3 separate regions of the Rattus norvegicus genome follow, and regions 2 and 3 are each linked to region 1. A link is a contact called in public Hi-C data. All regions are on one chromosome and are shown on one strand. Each heading gives the region's core, a stretch centred on a gene start, on an enhancer-like site or on the middle of the called end of the contact. The rest is flanking DNA. Distances are from core to core; before and after follow the strand shown.

Region 1 (3,207 bases), core at 360-2,859:
CTGAGTGGTTAAGGTGCCTGTTGTCAGGTCTGACTCTCTAAGTTCACTTTCCAGATGGAAAACGGGGTCCAACGTTCACAAACTGTCTTCAAATTTCCACTTGCACACACATATGTGAATACACACATTTGATAAATACATGTTTAAAAAGTCTAATGTCACATCTCTGGACATAAAGCATTGAAAGTCAGACTACAGTTTCTGCTTCTGTCACATTGTTTCCCTTCTTTAAGTTAAAGACAAACCTCAAAAGTAAGAGAGCTCGCTGGGGTCTTAAACTGTGAGATTTCAAGTGGTGCCTCCTTAGGCATTCCAGCCAGGCACGGGAAAGTGTTTCTACGAAGTCTTTGCCATCCTTTGTTCTGCTGTTTGCCTTAGAGTGAGATGCTCAACCCAGTCAGGTGATGCCTGAACAAAGGCCGAGAGATTTCCCTGCCTAACCCCGGGAACACCGCTGAAGCCTGTTTATTGCCCTGCCATAAGCCCTCTTGGAGGACATCTGGGAGCCCTCAAAGGAGCTGCCCACCCTTAGGAATGAGGTTATATGACTCAGTCCTTCATAAACCCCGTCAGGTATGATGAGAAAGCCATGAAGTTGTAGGCAGGCGGTCACCAGGCAGACGTCTCTCCCCTGGATGGGCTTCCTAGGGACATGATCGAAAGAGAGGAGGAAGTTTTCAGACTGGCTTTATGCTAACATAATGTATCTGGAAACTCTAGTCTGCAGTTAGGAGGAGGAGGAGGAGGAGGAGGAGGAGGAGGAGGAGGAGGAGGAGGAGGAGGAGGAGGAGGAGGGAGGGAGGGGAGGGGGAGAATTTTGGCATCTTCCTGCCGATTTAAATGCTAAATTGTAGTCATGAATAGGACTGAGATAGGACGTTCACTTCCTCGGAGACTGGGTAGAGGTCAGTATCAACGTTTCAGTCCAAAGTTACCTACATGATATTTTTCATAATACATAACATCTACCTTCCTGTTCTTAATCGAAGGAATACACAAAACTATCTAAAGCAGCAGAGAAACCGACGAGTAGACATACCCCTCCACTGGGGCTGGTTGTGAAATGCCTTTCCCATGCCCACCGCCTTTTTTCCTTTGTTAATTGTCCGTGTTTAAGAGGAGGAGAATTAGGTCATAAGAAAGATCACGCACACCCACCTCAAGCTTCACACACCTTGGGGAACGCAGAACAAGTCTGCACGAGTTGACCTTGTCCCCCCCGCCCCCCATTTTTATTTATTGCATTTTTTTTTCATTTAGAAAATGTAACACGAAAGGTACGTCTTCTCCCTCCCCCTGGTCATCCCCTGAAACAAGCCCTACTACACCCAACAGTATTTTATCTGTGAGGAGTCACAGCCCTGCAGTGGCCGACGGACAGCTAGAGCTGTTTTCTCATATTTTTTTCCCTTCTCGTCAGCACATTCAAACTACAACTTTATCTTGACCAGGTTGCTTCTGCCTGCTCAGCCCCACGTTCGTCAGCCTCCTCCCCACCTTCTCCCCGCCTTTTCTTCCTCCCTCCCCTTTCTCCTGGCCCCTCCTTCCAGTTGAGTCAGTGGCTTGAAACTTTTAAAAGCTCTGCGCTCCAAGTTAGAAAAACGCTTTTACGAGGTATCAGCACTTTTCTTTCATTGGGGGAAAGGCGTGAGGAAAGTACCAAACAGCAGCAGACTTTTAAACTTTAAACAGACAGGTCTGAGAGCCTGAACTCTCATTTTTCCTTTGACTTCAGCCTCCAAGGAGTTCCACCAACTTTGGCGCGCCGGCTTCACTTTCATTAAGTGAAAGAGTAAGTTTTGATAAAAAACCCGCTTTTACCTAATAGCGTCTCTTTCTGTCAGGAAAACTCTTGCACTGTGCTTTGTAAACGCGTTGCGTCTTTGGCTTAGGATATCGTAAGTAGAACGATGGTCTTCCAAGTGTCTTTGCCATTTCCACGTGCTGGTTTATATTTTGATTGTTTAAAAAGTTCCGCTGCTCGTGCAACAGGTAAAAGGCTCAAACTTTTTCCAGCTAGAGTGAAGGACCAACTTCCTAGACTTGGTTCTTTGTTGTGGAGCCTAATTTTCACTTTTCTGTAGTCCCTGATGGAGAAGGTGCTGCGGTGGGAGGGAAGGGGGGGTCCCCTCCGTCAACTTTGCCTAGCCTGCTTCCTCTAGTGCAGGACACTGCAGGCTTTTTCCTTTTTCCTCCTGAAAATCCCGTCGGCTGTTCTACAGCCTTGAGAAAGCTGGCTCCTTTTGTAACAGTGCTTTGTTGAGCCCCTGCCGCAGCAGTTGACTTCCACGTGGTTCTTCCTTAGCCTTTTTTCTGGATTAAGCCAGAAAATACGTAGATCGGGGTGCTGCGGGTAGGGTTTTTAGACCAACAGTAGTTACTTTGTGCGAGCCAGCGCGGTGCTACGGGACGAACCCCTCAGCCCACACAGCCAGCTTTTTTTTTTTTTTTCCCCTCCACGCTGGCAACTGCGGGCGCGAGAAATCTTGAATGGGTGGTGGTGACTTGGGGAGCGTTAGAGGAACCGGCGTTAGAAACAGTGTGTGCCAGGGTGCTTTTCCAAAACCAACTGCTAAAACCCAAGCTCCTAGAAGGAATGGGGAAAAGGGAATTTTGGAGCCGCGCTTTAGAAGGGGCTGCCCCCTCCCCACCCCCACCCCCCTTCGCCTGCCTGCCCGGACCTGTAGGGACTTCAGAGCTGTTGGGACAGTTTTGAATTAGCTTCTAGAGGGTGCAAAGCACTAAGCAAAAATGATGTTAACGTGCAGTTTAAAGGGGATCCGTCTTAAAGCTGTTATTTTTTTTCTTTATTTTTAAATTGGTAACACATTCTGTAAAGCACTTTGCCCAGTCTTCATTCTGTCCGGCCTAAATCCACACCGAAACGACTCAGGGTGGGTCTGTAGTTTTGTTTGGTTGGTTTTTTTTTTTTTTCCCGTGTACCAGACGGGCCGAGTCCTTTTGAAGTGAAAACTTTAGGGCAGAGGGTGGCACGGGCCCTTCCTGCCCAATCTTAGCATCATCCCGGGCTCGGCTCCCCGCAGCCTTCCGGCTTCGCGGTCCAGACCGCTGCCTGCGACGGAGGGGGGTTGGGGGGGAGGGGAGGCGAGCCTCGCGGCCGGACCGTCAGAGGCAGCAAGTGGTCGACTTTATTAAAGTTGTCAATCTGAAGTCTCTTCCCCTGCCCTCCGAGACGCCTTTTCGTGG
Region 2 (3,207 bases), core at 455-2,954, 380 kb after region 1:
TGGAGTTCCTTGTTCACTCTTGCAAAGATCTTTGCTTCCATTTCCCATCAAACTCCACGTGCAGTTCTTCGTTCACTCTAACAACCTGGTCTCGTTTTCATGACTCCCCCTTGCAGAAAAAGTCCGTCAGGAAAAGATCCTGTTCATTGCCGGAATCTGCAAAGCGTTAACAACACAGAGAACAAGTGTGTAAATGAAGGCAGGCATGAACTACAGATACAGAAGTTCATTTTAATAAAATTTTAAGGGATATGCTGATAGGGTGTAACAGCAGACATGGGGGAGTTTTTATAAAATCATCCTGCTGACAGACACACATAGAGAACACTCCTATGTGTATGCGTGTATGCACATATATGTGATTGTTTTTCTAGAAAATGTAGAAAATACTTGTCAGCGTTCTTCATAAATGATGTGTATATGTGTGGGTCTGTGCATATGTGAGTGCAGATGTCCATGAAGGTGAAGCCCAGAATAGGGAGGCAGACCTCCCTGGAGCTGTAGTTACAGGCAGTCATGAGGACTCCACTCAGATAATCTGGAAGAGCATCAGGTACTCTTCACTGCTGAGCTCTCTCTCTAGCTCCCACTTAGACCTCAGTGAATAATGTTGTCTTCTAAGTACATACACGTTATTTAAATTCTGTTCATACAAAATTAATTTATCTTGCACTGCTTATAATAGAGTCCCAGATACTGAGTAATATATAGAGAAAAAAAATTGTTATTAGCTCGCAGTTGTGGAGAACAAAAAGCCCAGACAGTTGGGCAATGCCTTCTGGGTGTGTCCCGTTGTGGCATGAAGTGAGGGAGCTAACCACATGAAAAGGGTTAAACAAGAAAGAGACAGAGGAATGGCTCACCTCGCTATTGTATGTCCTTTCTCACGAGAGTTACTTCAGTCCTTTAAGGAATAATCCATTCAGAGAGCAATATTAATTTCCATAAGGCAGTCATGACCCAGAAAATATTACATTTAATGTTATTTGTAAAATTCCTGAATTATTCTGCCGTGCCCATACTATATGCAAAGTATCACTGCTGTTATCAATTATTTACGACACTGTGGTGCTGAGGTATAATTTAGCAGTTCTTGGTATGACTCAGGTATGTCACTTTCTAAAAAATAATTCCAATTATGCATCTATAGAGGGCTCAATATACAAAACACTTTTGAGGTCTACGGCGATGGAAAGGTCAATAAAATGTTTGTCTCACAACATGAGGACCTATAGTCTATCCTGAGAGCCCGTATTGGGGAGGCGGGAAAGGGAGAGCTCTTCCTACTCTCTTCGGTGAGTCTCAGTGATGGTGGTGGACCTGGAGATAACACTCACTATTATCCTCGGATCTCCATGTGAACCAGCACACAAAAACAAACAAAAAACAACGGCGATGAAATCTTCAGTAAAAAATAAAAGTAAGAAAAAGCTATGATCACACCTTAAATCATTGATTTACCAAGAGAAGAGAGATCAGAACTTAAAACTACATTAAGCTTTGTTTTCTGATACTTTACATGCCTATCAGCGACAGTGGAGGCGTGTAAGACTTCATTCTGCCAGAGCTACTTTTCTAGGAGAAACTGAGTCAGGGGAGTAATGTTTAAGGTCACTCTGTGAGTCAACTCCTTTGCTGGGAATGAAAACCCCGGGTGGTGACTCACTTCATTCTAGGTGGTGAGCTCAGGCCGCAGCCCACAGCAGGCATGCCCTGTCAGCCTGAGGCCAGCGGCTCATTTACAGAAATCATAACTGTCTTCAATTGCAGCAGACGGAATGTTATCGACATTGACATTTGCCCTCAAAGAATGCTGACACGGAAGGGGGAATTTTAACCTCTTTACTTACATCGTTAAGACTTTAAAAATTCGACAACCGTCTAAAATATTCATATACATCCCTTATTGCCAAATTTAACATTCTCAGCTTCAGACCACTAACGACCCAAAGGACCTCTGTAACTTCCTACTCTGCAGTAAGCACTCTGACTCTTCGATTGTAACTGAGAAAAGATGTTCAAGTGCTGAACGGGTTGGCGGGGTTTTTTTGTTTTGTTTTTTGTTTTTCCCCGTTTATATGAGTCGCTTTTCTATTGGTGTGATAAAATACCATGGACAAAGGCAGCAAAAGAAAAGTACGTTTGGGCTGACTCAGCAGAAGCATCCTTAATAGCGAGAGAGGCTTGGCAGAGAGTGGCTGGAGCCGGAAGCTGAGAATCACACTTTTACCTGCGAGTACCAAACAGAGAGGGGGGAATCGGAAGTGGGGGTGAGGCTTTGAACTCTCAAAGTGAGTCCTTAGAGAGTTACCTCCTCCAACAAGGTTACATCGCCTCTCCAAACAGCGCCACCTACTGGACACCAAATAGTCGAGCTTACGGGGGTCATTTCTCATTCAAACCACCTCATTGTATCGATCAGGGACAAGGGCACACACATTTGGTTTGCTAGCTGCTTAAATAAGTAGTGAGTGTGTCAGACACTATTCAAAGTGGTCACATAATCCACCAGGGTTCTCATTCCTCAGTTCCTGGGTCCCTGAGTAGATTAAGCCACGTTGCCCGGGAGATGAGCATGGAATAAGAAACCTCATTTCGAAGACATATAAATTGTTTGGTATATACATTGAAAGTGAGCTGTTGCTAGTATGTAGCTTGTTACAGGTCAGAATGACATGTTCATAAACACGTGGATGTGTACATACCTTTTAAAGTTGGACTCTTAGGCTAGCCATAGTAGAACAAAAGTGAGCTAAAAATATTGATTGATTATATTAATAATGTCGCAATATGTTATACATAAATGTACTGTGTATGTACATATTTTGAGACAAGGTAGTCCAGGCTAGCCTTGAAGTTGGGATGATTCTTAGCCCCCACTTCTTAAGTGCTAGAATTGTAGGTTTGCAATCACACGCTTGGCTGACTCAAGCATGTTCTCAGACTTCACTGTAGATGTGCAGAATCTAGTTGAGCCGTGATTACACATAAGCAACTTAAAGTACAATATAAAAGTCACCAGTAACTTCCAGTGGAGACTTGATACAGAATTACCATTCTTCTATGGTTAACAATCTGTATATCTGTCTTTTAATGACACTTTATAATTCAGTATTCAAAACTGATTTAGAAAAAAGGTATCATGTTTCCCCTCAGAAATATGGTTGTGCGATTTAAACAAAAGGGATTTCTGTGTCCAAAGGCAAT
Region 3 (3,207 bases), core at 399-2,898, 360 kb after region 1:
TGATCCCTGAGGAGCGTTGACTTTGACTAAGATAAAGCAGATGAGAGATGGGAGGTGACTAAGTTTTCTGAGGAAAATAAGAACTTTTTTTTCCCCAAATGAAAGTAAAACTTAAATGGGAATGTTCTAATATTAAGCAAAATTCGGGTAGTGCTGAAGGTACTGATCCATGCATAAAGTTAGTGTATTTAAACAGAAACAACAATTATTTGGTGTGACAGTCAATGTCTCAAGTGAAAGTTCCTGGGAATTAATTTCCGCTTCGTTTGGAATCAGATGTGGTAACTCAGAAGTCAGGAACAGGGATCAATTAGAGTGGTCCGTGAATGATGATCACCTTCAGCCGTATATGGGGCTGGGACATAGTTTCACCTGGCCTATCCACATGTTGCTTGGCTTTCTTGGTAACTCATGGCTGGCCCTCAAGGGTGAGAGACGCAAGAGAAAAATGGAGCTACTGTGAAGGTGAGTGATTCTTCTCAACCTACTCTTAGGGGCAGGTTCATACAGCTTTACGCTGCCCCTTTACTTCCTCAAAAATAAGCAGTACAATAAGGGTGACCCACAGAAAAGGGAGAAGAATCAGATTTTAATGGTGTGATACATGACAATATTTCTGGGCAGGTATTAGAATCATGAAATAAATTAGAAATAAATGGGGGATTAATTTTGTCAGTAACATCTGCATACCGTGAAGCAGGGTCTCTTACACTTTTTCTATTTATCACCACTTTTTGCCTAGCAAACATTTACAAAATATTGGATACATAAGTATCTATTCTATGCAGACAGGCACCTACCTTAACTCATCTGAGAGCCTTCGCCCACCACCTGATAGAAACAGATGCAGAGACCCACAACCAAACATCAGGTAGAGGTCAGGGAACCCTATGATCCTACTACAGAGCCTTGAGATGACATTGTCTTACCACTAAAGATACAGAAACCCAGAGAGAGTAACTAAAAATGGCTTGATCTGAGGAAGGAAACAAGATGCCAGCCTCCCCACTGTGCTGCTTGGCCCCATCTAGAACCCTAATCACCAGGAGTGTTTTGCTTTCTTAAACAGTCTTCTATCAGAAAGGACAGCTACTTGCAAATCTTTTACAAGTTTGTTGCTATTGTCGTTTAAAGCAACCAAATAAAATTTTATTGAAGTGTTAAAGAAGTACACCCTTGGGTCTGGAGAAATCGCTCAGTGGTTAGGATCAATGGCGGCTCCTCGATGAGACCTGGGTTCAATTTCCAGCACCCACACGACAGCTCATAAATGTCTGCAACTCTAGTTTTGTGAGATCCGTGGCACCAGTCATTTACGTGGTGCACGTATATTTGCATGCAGGAAAATATTTATGAACATAAAATAAAGTAAGCAAATCTTTAGAAAAAACAAAGCAAACAAAAATATACCCATAAGGTAAGAAGCGGATGTGAAACGCTAAGCCTTGTGGGTGATTTTTTCTTTCCTTTTAAATTAAAAGGTTTTTCTTTTAACTAGGAACAATAATTACTGGAGTGCTCTAATTAGAATCAGACCCACAGGAGGGAATACTAATGGATGTTGAACTTTGAGAGAACACAGTTCTGCTGTGAAGGAAGTTCTGTGCGAAGGACAAAGACAGGGAAGGAACAGGGATCGTTAAGTTCCACTCACAAGCAAGCCCTGTTCTGGGGCAAAGGCCATGTGCTAGTTCTCAGAAGTGCTTAAGATGCAGACTTTCTTTCTCCACTTGCTACAAAGGAAAGCCACCTAAATAAGCATGATCAGTCATTTCCCAAATCTTCCAGGATTAGGATGAAAAATGGGCTGTGGTTGGTCTCCTTGTTTAGTCATCCGCTGGCATGTAGATGGGAAAGAATATTAAACTCGATTCCATGAAAACGTTGAGCAGCTATGCACCAACACTATTGTTTGTCTGGAGGGATTTAAGATGAAGGAAAAGAAACCCAGTCAGCTGCCAGTCTTCCCTCTGATGTGGAAAACTGATAAGGACTATGCAATCAGAGGAGGTGCTGTTCTTACTGTTTGGCAGAAAAGCAGGAAGTAACTTCAACGATGCTTCCTTTAAGCTGTTCTTTCCTTCTCCTTATTATTTTCTTTTATTTGAAATATGGTTTGACCATGTAGCCCAGGCTGGCCTGAATTCTAGATGCATTAGGTGACACCGTATTAATTAGACTTTGGATACTATAATCTGAGAGTTTTGTGGCAATTAATCAAGCTGGGGCAATGCAGACAATTTAAGCAAAAATAAAACAAAAGAAAACCAACGTAAGTGGGTTTTGAAAGACAAAAGAATGAAGGCATCTTGGTGCGTGTAAGTTTGGCACTAGATGTATGCAAGGGGTTGGAATAAGGAAGCTTCTGTCATGACTGCTCTGTGGTATGGTTAAGGGGAAGGTGTTCATTTTAAATAAGAGAGAGAAAGAATATCCAGAGGCATCTGGAAGAATCCAGGACAGAAGGCAGAAGAAAAAGACTGGACATGACCAACAGTCTAGACGTGACCTGGACTGTGTGTAAGAGCAGTAGACTAGCAAGAGGGCAGAAAGTAGAGAATACATAGTGAGAATAACTGGATGTTAAGAAAGATGAGTAGCTGAGAGGGGGAATTGGCCAGGAGACTGGAGTGGGAACTTTGAAATGGATAACCAGTACTGGTGACAAGGGACTGAGCGTCCTGGAGGCAGGCATGGACCTTGATATGCTGATGTGTGAACCTTGACAGCATGGGTGTGTGTTAATTGGAGACTCATATATGTCCCTTTTGCTGGACGTAAAGGAAATGACTCCTTTTGGTCGACACGAACAGATTCGAAACGTCCTGGGGGAAGTGCTGGCTCTTAATCTAACTGCCAGAAATCCTCCAATGTCTAGGGTGAGCTCATTTCTGGATATTTGTGCTGACTGTTGGAGTTTGGGACATTGGAGTTTCCTTTGGACCTGACAAGGAACATTACTAATTTGGTAAAAACAGGTACCTAGTCTAATCTGATAAGAAAATAAGGGAATCAAATTATCAAAGACTTTCACATTACCCTTTTGGGTTTCTTTCCTTCTCTGTAAGTGTGAATTGCTACATTACTGAGAATACAGAGCCTTCCTTGCATGACGTGTTCTGCTCTGCTCCTGGTCACAGACAGGAGGTGTGGTTCTAGTGCAGACCAGACTACTGGTCCCGGCCCCTGTCTGGGTAGGACATGTAA

What was found. Hi-C and Micro-C count contacts between places; a contact is called where the count stands out from the background.
Region 2: a contact with region 1 is called in a Hi-C map of the A7r5 cell line, with 6 times the contacts expected there. The contact joins the enhancer-like site here to the promoter of Gja1 in region 1. A contact is called at or near these places in 7 of 12 Hi-C or Micro-C datasets (the A7r5 cell line, Schwann cells, frontal cortex and 3 more).
Region 3: a Hi-C map of frontal cortex shows a contact between it and region 1, with 2.5 times the contacts expected there. The contact joins the enhancer-like site here to the promoter of Gja1 in region 1. A contact is called at or near these places in 2 of 12 Hi-C or Micro-C datasets (frontal cortex and psoas muscle).

Annotation. Positions count from the first base shown.
Region 1 is chr20:36,300,955-36,304,161 of GRCr8, forward strand. Gja1 (gap junction protein, alpha 1) reads left to right here and starts at 1,610. Exons shown (of 2, transcript NM_012567.2): 1 at 1,610-1,792.
Region 2 is chr20:36,685,002-36,688,208 of GRCr8, forward strand. No RefSeq gene overlaps it. Among named protein-coding and RNA genes, the nearest start is that of Gja1, 380 kb to the left of the region's middle. Within about 2 kb of position 1,705, at least 9 of the 93 cell types and tissues checked have an H3K27ac peak or open chromatin away from gene starts, as enhancers often do. A contact at or near this core is called in the A7r5 cell line, where this site is marked.
Region 3 is chr20:36,665,238-36,668,444 of GRCr8, forward strand. No RefSeq gene overlaps it. Among named protein-coding and RNA genes, the nearest start is that of Gja1, 360 kb to the left of the region's middle. Within about 2 kb of position 1,649, at least 40 of the 93 cell types and tissues checked have an H3K27ac peak or open chromatin away from gene starts, as enhancers often do.